Regions from separate parts of the Sus scrofa genome. Here region 2 is linked to region 1. Evidence: chromatin contacts called from public HiChIP or PLAC-seq data. All regions are on one chromosome and are shown on one strand. The core of a region is the stretch at or near the end of the contact, and the rest is flanking DNA. Distances in the headings are between cores, read along the strand shown.

The links. HiChIP or PLAC-seq counts read pairs in DNA pulled down with a chosen protein or histone mark.
Region 2: an H3K27ac HiChIP or PLAC-seq map of alveolar macrophages shows a contact between it and region 1. The contact joins the promoter of TFIP11 here to the promoter of HPS4 in region 1. A contact is called at or near these places in 1 of 5 promoter capture datasets (liver), 2 of 47 Hi-C or Micro-C datasets (heart right ventricle and liver) and 2 of 2 datasets of contacts at active chromatin or transcription factors (alveolar macrophages and skeletal muscle).

The regions. Positions count from the first base shown.
Region 1 is chr14:44,069,661-44,073,194 of Sscrofa11.1, reverse strand. HPS4 (HPS4, biogenesis of lysosomal organelles complex 3 subunit 2) reads left to right here and starts at 1,518. Exons shown (of 13, transcript NM_001098589.1): 1 at 1,518-1,833. The coding sequence starts at 1,793.
Region 2 is chr14:44,111,149-44,114,682 of Sscrofa11.1, reverse strand. It overlaps TFIP11 (tuftelin interacting protein 11), which reads left to right and starts at 1,975. Exons shown (of 13, transcript NM_001077214.1): 1 at 1,975-2,014; 2 at 2,964-3,181. The coding sequence starts at 2,973. LOC102159997 (a long non-coding RNA gene) reads right to left here and starts at 807. Exons shown (of 2, transcript XR_307476.3): 1 at 629-807; 2 at 132-405.

The DNA.
Region 1 (3,534 bases), core at 269-2,768:
CGCCTTGACTCTCCCGGTCTTTCCTACTGCTACTGCCCAAGTCAGAGCTTCTCTGGCCACATCCCAATACCTGCCCTATCCCAGGACCATTACCAACTTCTGGACCTTTCAAAAATAAGCGAGAGGAACTTGGCAGTGTAGGACCCAGTACTCTGACAACAAGGGATGGAGGTTTCAGGCTGCAGTCCTTGGATCAGCGGGCTTAGATGCCGCCTCCACAGGCATCGGAATATGCTTCAAGGTACCATGATTGTGTCCCTGTGGAGGCCCACCCCAAGGCATAGAGAGCTTACAGCCATCAAAATACAGTGATGTCCTCCCTAGGGTCTTCTCTCTACCAAAGGAGGTTTTTTTTGCCTTTTTTTTTTAGGGCCGCACTCGCGGCACATGGAGGTTCCCAGGCTGGGGGTCCAATCAGACCTACAGTTGCCAGCCTACACCTCAGCCACAGAAACAGATCCCAGCCACGTCTGTGACCTACTCCACAGCTCATGGCAATGCCGGATCCTTAACCTACCAAAAAACTCCTATTGTGTTCCTAGGAAGATGACAGATGGTGAAAAAGCATTTGAAACCTTGACGCTGGGGAGATTAAGCTTGGAGAAAGTGATAGAAGGGACACAGTTTTGAAGTGACCAGAGGGTTGTCTTGTGGAAAGATTAGACCTTGTTTTCCTGGAAAGTGTTTTCCAGACCAGTGTGTGGAGGTTAGTGGGGGGATGTGTGTGCAATTTCAGCTTGGTGGGAGGATAGATTTAATACTGTGAACTGCCTGTCTCTGGAGGGAGTAAGCCAGAGACTGGCAAGGTAGTTTTTGAAGAGGAGTCCAAGAGAGAAAGATTAGAGTAAGAGATGGCAGTGTGCCTTATGAGTCTGAAATTTCATGATGCTTTGAGTTCTCTTGCCTCTTGTGGGAGTCTGAAAGCCACTTGGTAAATTTTCTCTTTATTGTCTTTTAGAAACTTGCTCAGCTCTGGGATTCTACATGTTCAGATTATTTTGGGGGCTGTCAAGATGACAGTTCCTTAATTTGAGTCCCATTATTACTACAGCAACCACCTTATTTGTATAACTGTCCTTTATACCCAGAGCTTTTTCACACCAGTTACTTATCTTTTGTGTGACATACTGCTCAAGTAGCTACAGGACTTACTCGGAAGGCCTGCTCCCCTCTCTTTTGTATTTTGAAACATACTTTTCAACTTTCTGGAAAGCTCTTTTGAAGAAAAGCATTTGCTTCACCCTGCTGGGTCACATGCTCACTCATGGGATTCTGAAATAATCTATTCCTTGTGTTTATTTTAGGGCCAAGACACGGATGTTTAAACGGGAAGCTTCAACACTTTTTAAAAACAACCTTCAGAATGGCTTTGAACCAGACAAGCTAGAGGTTGCTTTAGAGCACTGCCCTCAGCATGCATCTCCTCTGTCAGCCTTCCTGGGCGAGAAACTCTCTGAAGGGGTTGTTCTGCAGAGGGCAGAGAGCTGATGGATTTGAATCCGATTGGTGGATTTGACTTTTCTGGTAGAATTCTCTTGCTTTATTATATTCCTTCCCAGAGTTCTGAGAGGCGTGGAGGTATTAATGGGACTGAAGGGCCTACAAGGAAGGGAAGCAGTATTTTCATGCTGAGTGAAAACTAAACAGGTGACCGTTGTGACTGGAAATACTTAAAGCTTCCCACGTCTGGATTTGCTGGATTGGGGACACAGGAACTGTCACTACTGGGGAGAAAGAAGCTAGACTGGACAAGAAAACCCAGATAAAGAGAATGAAGGCCACCGGAGAATAAATGGCCACCTCCACTTTACCAGAGACAAAGTCAGCCTCCTGGTGAGTAGCAAGGCCCTCGGTGCTCTAGTTCCTGAAAGACTGCTGAATGGATATTTGGGTGTAACTGAAAATTCTCAGGCAGATTTCCCTGACTTTTTTTTTTTTTTTTTTTTTTTTTTTTAAGTAGCCCCTTGATCTTATTAAGTGCAGGGGAGGGGAAGATTCTTTTTCCTCAGAGCAGCGAAATCAAGTGTGGGGCCATTTCTCTTCAAAGCTGATGTGTTGTAACCACATGAGCCTCTTGCAGGGTTTGGATGAGTCCAGCATGGCTGGTAGATTGTAGAAAAGACAGCTGTGGCTGGATCCTACAGCGGGCTTTGATAATACTGTGGGCACAGGACTCTTCACTTTTGAGAGACAAGAAACGGTTGCAGTGCAGAATTACCCCAGGAGAAGGGGTTTGGCCAGACTGGCTCTTGAAGGGTATTACACAACGTCTGCCCGAAACTCAGTTCCCTTCTCAAACCCAAGTGGGCTAATCCTGTCATAATTTGGTTCAGCAAACATTAATCAGGGAGATGAAAGAGAGAGGCTTGGTTTCAATAGAATGGGCAGGATGTAGTGACGGATTATATGTGTGCAGTTTGAAATGACACGCAAGTTGTTTTGTGAGCCGTGAAGAGTGGGGGCGCTTTCACCCTTTCTAACTAAAAGACTGTACCTTCTGATTGCCTTCGTCCGATTCTGCCTTCCCCTACCCCCTGCCTCTGATAAGTTCAAATAATCGGATCTCTTTTTCTAAGTTTGTTTGTTTGAGGTACAATTGACCTATAAAGCTATGTTAGTTCCTGATGCCCAAATCAGTGATTTGATATTTCTATACGTTACAAAATGTGCACCACCCAGCAGTGGTTTCTGAGTTGGGCTTGAAACATTTTTGAGGCTCTTTGATCTGCAGTTACCCTGAGGCCAGTTGCACACTGGGCTTAGGACTCAAGATTCTTAAGTGGGCTCTGCTAGAAACAGTTAGTGCCTGTCATCAGGAAGATAAGGTGGGAGCCAAGGAGGGTGGTAGGGGGAGGGCATGGTCCAGGGGAGAAGAGCAGGTGAGACAGAGCAGTCATATGCTCTGGCCTGACGTGTGCTTTCATAGATTGAGAGTTAAATCCCAGGTCCTGCCTGGGGAGTTTGCTTTGTGGTCTGAAAGAGGTAATTATACCCCTGAGTAGACCCTGAGTCTTCAGGGAAGAGTAGAGGGTTATGGAAATTGAGAAGAGAGCTTCTGGGGTGGGGGTGCTGGAAGGGGATCAGAAGTTGGATGAGGGATCGCATTAAAGGACCAGTGAGGTTTTGACAGGCAGAGAGGGGTGTGGTGCCTCTTTGGAAACTCTCAGACACCCCCACTTTTCCTGTCATAGACTCACCATCCTGAGTGAAGACTACGTTTCCCGTCTCCTTTGCTCGCCACGACCCAAGGCTGGCCTGGCAAATGTAGCACACACCACAGGCCCTTGGCAAATATGTGTTAAATGAATTCCTGGTAAACGGACTATTTCCAGAGATCGTGCCCAGCAGTCATGAGGGCACTAAGACATTCCTAACTTACTTTGTTATCAGAGCCTTAAAAGACACTTTACCAAACCACATGGTAATAGAGTTAAGGTTCAGCATCTCAAGTCAGAGGTGTCATTTCGGGCACCCAGGCTTTCCTTAGCTGCTCCTCTGTCTTTGGGGGCTGGATAGAGGCATATTTTTAGTTTG
Region 2 (3,534 bases), core at 726-3,225, 41 kb before region 1:
TCCTGATCTTTTTATCATACAGAGAAAGAGAAAACAAGCAAAAGTTAACAGCTAACGCTCCCTAAAAAATTAACAGCTAACGCTCCCTAAGTACCTATGTACCTATGTACCAGGTACAGTTTTAATTGCAAGCATATTTTATTTCATTGAATGCTAAACCATTTTGCAGAGGACAAAACTGAGGCTTAGAGAGATGTAATTAATGCCTTGTCCCACGGCCACGGTTCCTCAGTGATAGCGTTGAGATTGGAATTCCAGAGCCTGTGCGCCGACACAGAGTCCAGGGCTGGCGAGGGATTCTCTGGGGGTGCCTGGTTCTCCTTTGTTCCTTGGACCGCAGAAGCCTAGCAGTGTAGGCACTCAGTACACTTTTTATTAGATCCGTGAATAGATTTATTTACCAACCTGTTGGAAAGGAAGAAAATGGAAAGATATCCTGGAGGGAATACTTGGGAACTCTAGAGTTTGCCCATTCACCCCTTCACTCCCTCAAACATTTGTATAAAACAACTACTTATAAAAGTGCCTAAGACGGTGCTTGTACTTAACACCTAAATATCCAAGAGGCAGTCTAGACATTCATTATTCCTATTTAAATGCCGTGTCCTGCCCCCCCACTGTCTCTCACACAACTGTTCCTTGAGCTTGTCCTATATCCCCATTTGGCAGATTTAGAACGTCAGGCTGGCAAAGGAGTCTCTCTAGGCCAGGGTGACTCGACGACGTCCACACCAGTCGTCACAGGCTGGAAGTCGCCACGAAGCGGGGGGGTGGGGGTGGGGGTGGGGCAGACGAATTAGTCCTCAGCCATTCCGGGCCCCGAAAATCCTATCTAACAGCTCAGCCGCTTTAGAGCCAAAGGCGCCCGTAGCGTTCCCTTGCTGCCATGGCAACCCACACAACATTTCCGCCTTCGAGTAACGACATTTCCGGTGCGCCGGTCGCGGCACATCCGGGTTCCGCCCCGAAGCGGCGCGCTTCTTTTGCGGAGCTGGAGGCTGTATTCGTAACGCCGGGCACTGGAGAGGTGAGCGGGGCTTGGAAGCGGGCAGGGGAGCACCGGAGGGAGTTCGCGCTGGTGGGAGTGGTGGCTCCGGGAAGTGGGCCTTGGCCTTGCCCGTTGCGCTTCACTTTCGCAGACAGCTCTGCGGAGGCGGGGAGAAGAGGGGCCGCTCCGGGTTACCGGGCAGTTGGGGGCTTGGGCAAAGTTAGGTACGGAGCCTCCACCGTGAGGCCTGGGTTGCACGGCAGCTGGACCCTGGAGCCCTGGCTTCAGGCCCACCTGATTTCAGGCCCACCTGGTTTCGAGCCTTGCCAGCCGAGAACCTAGAGCAAGTTGTTTAAATTCTCTGCTTCGTTTTACTTAAGCTTGGAGGCGCTAGTAGTTATCTCTCTCTCCAGATGTCTTGATGTTTACATTAGATTATTGACCTGAAGCGTCCAGCAAGTACCTAGCACCTATCGAGGTCTCTCTTACTGATGACAACTCTGGTTATTACCATGCTCTGGGCCCAGGGAAGCAGTGTTGTGTGAGGGACTCCCGCCTCCTCTGAGAATATTTACCTTTTTTGAGCGCCTGGGTGAGGTTAGGACCGGCAGCACCCAACCAGTGCACCTTTGAGTAGAATGAGCAGGGGAAACTTTGTAACAGAGCTGACCAGTTTGACACTGCCTGTGGAAGTAGCGAGCTCCTTTCCTTGAAGGCTGCTTTCCGTGGCTGCTAGACAGGAATCACTGCTGTCCTATTGAATGTATGACTGTGTGGGGACTCGTGCTTGGCACTTCATCTAATACTCATACACTGAGTACCTGGTAGAGAGGGGGTTTGAACTCAGGCTGTGATTTTAGCACCTGGTTTCACAATCACTTTGTGAGGTTCATTCCCTAATTCAGTAACAGGAAGGGCAATGAACCTAATCATGGGATTACAGTAACAGCTGTTTCTGGAGCCCTTAATGTGAGCTGTTTTTTTAGGCCCCATCTCATTGAATCTGCATCATAAGCATTCTCTAAGGTTGGTACTGTAGTTTAACTGTTCAAGAGACAGCTGAATCTCATCACCCAGCTACCACGTGTTTTCTAATTCACAGCTAGTCCGACTGTTAAGGTAGTGTTTGTAATTACTGCCTTCTAGCTCCTCAGGAGAAGTTCCTGTTTGGGGAGGAAAATTAAGTCTAAGAGTCTCATCAAGTAATGTATTCAGAAACCATTTCATAAAAAGATCACTTTGCTGTGACTGTCAAAGGTTTAGATAAAACTCTTTACCCAACATAGGAAAAATAATAAAAATCTGGGATCCGGTAAAATGTCTATCCAATTTCTGAGGCAACAGTACGTAGGATAGCATACTTAGTTCTTTTATGTGGTTTGTGTGTATGTGAGTGTATACAATTGATGTTTTACAACATTGACTAGGACAAGGAAATAACATGCTTAAGAATCACATGGACTGGGAGTTCCTGTCTTGGCTCAGTGGTTATCTAATCTGACTAGGAAACATGAGGTTGTGGGTTCGATCCCTGGCCTTGCTCAGTGGGTTAAGGATCCGGCGTTGCTGTGAGCTGTTGTGTATATGGTGCAGACGCAGCTCGGATCCTAAGTTACTGTGACTGTGGAGTAGGCCAGTGGCTACAGCTCCAATTTGACCTCTAGCCTGGGAACTTCCATACGCTGCGGAAGTGGCCCAAGAAATGGCAAAAAAATGTAAAAAAATTAAAAAAATAAAATGAAATACTTAAAAAAAACCACATGACTGTTGGGACTATTTTGTTCCACCTGTCTTAGTACATATTGTTTTTTGAAAGGATTTAGTGTCTGCTTTATTGAATTGTAACAACAATTTTGGTGAACTTGGAGTTTGGAGGAAGTTCTGAAGGCAGCAGGGAGTAGGGACTCACAGGGAAGCCTTCTGCTGATGCTTGCAGGACTTGTCACAGACTATACTTTTTCATCCCTTCCTTTAGTGACAGGTCATGTCTCTATCCCACTTGTACCGGGACGGAGAAGGCCACATGGATGATGACGAGGATGAGCGGGAGAACTTTGAGATCACCGACTGGGATCTCCAGAATGAATTCAACCCTAACCGGCAGCGCCACTGGCAGACCAAGGAAGAGGCCACCTACGGAGTGTGGGCAGAGCGTGACTCAGATGAAGAGAGGCCCAGCTTTGGAGGCAAACGGTATGGCTGGCATGGGCTGCTTCCCCAGGAGTTGGGGAACTACCCCACTAAGCATCTGTCTCTCCTAGCCCCACTAAGTCCCTTAGCTGCATCATCAGCCAGGGAGCCAGTTCCTCTTTAGGCTTGGGTGCTGGCCTCTCACTGACTGGGTCATCAGTTGGTGTTAATTGAGCAATTATGTGTATTAGGCCTTGTGCTTTAGGCCCAGTCCTTGCTTTCCAGGAGCTGCAACTCTGGCTGTTGGAGACGGGCATTGATCAACAGCAGAAGTGGAAGTCTGTAACTGATTGAGGACCTGAGGGGGGACCTATTTTAGGGTGTTTGACCTATTCGGGAGGTTAGGGAAGATGGAG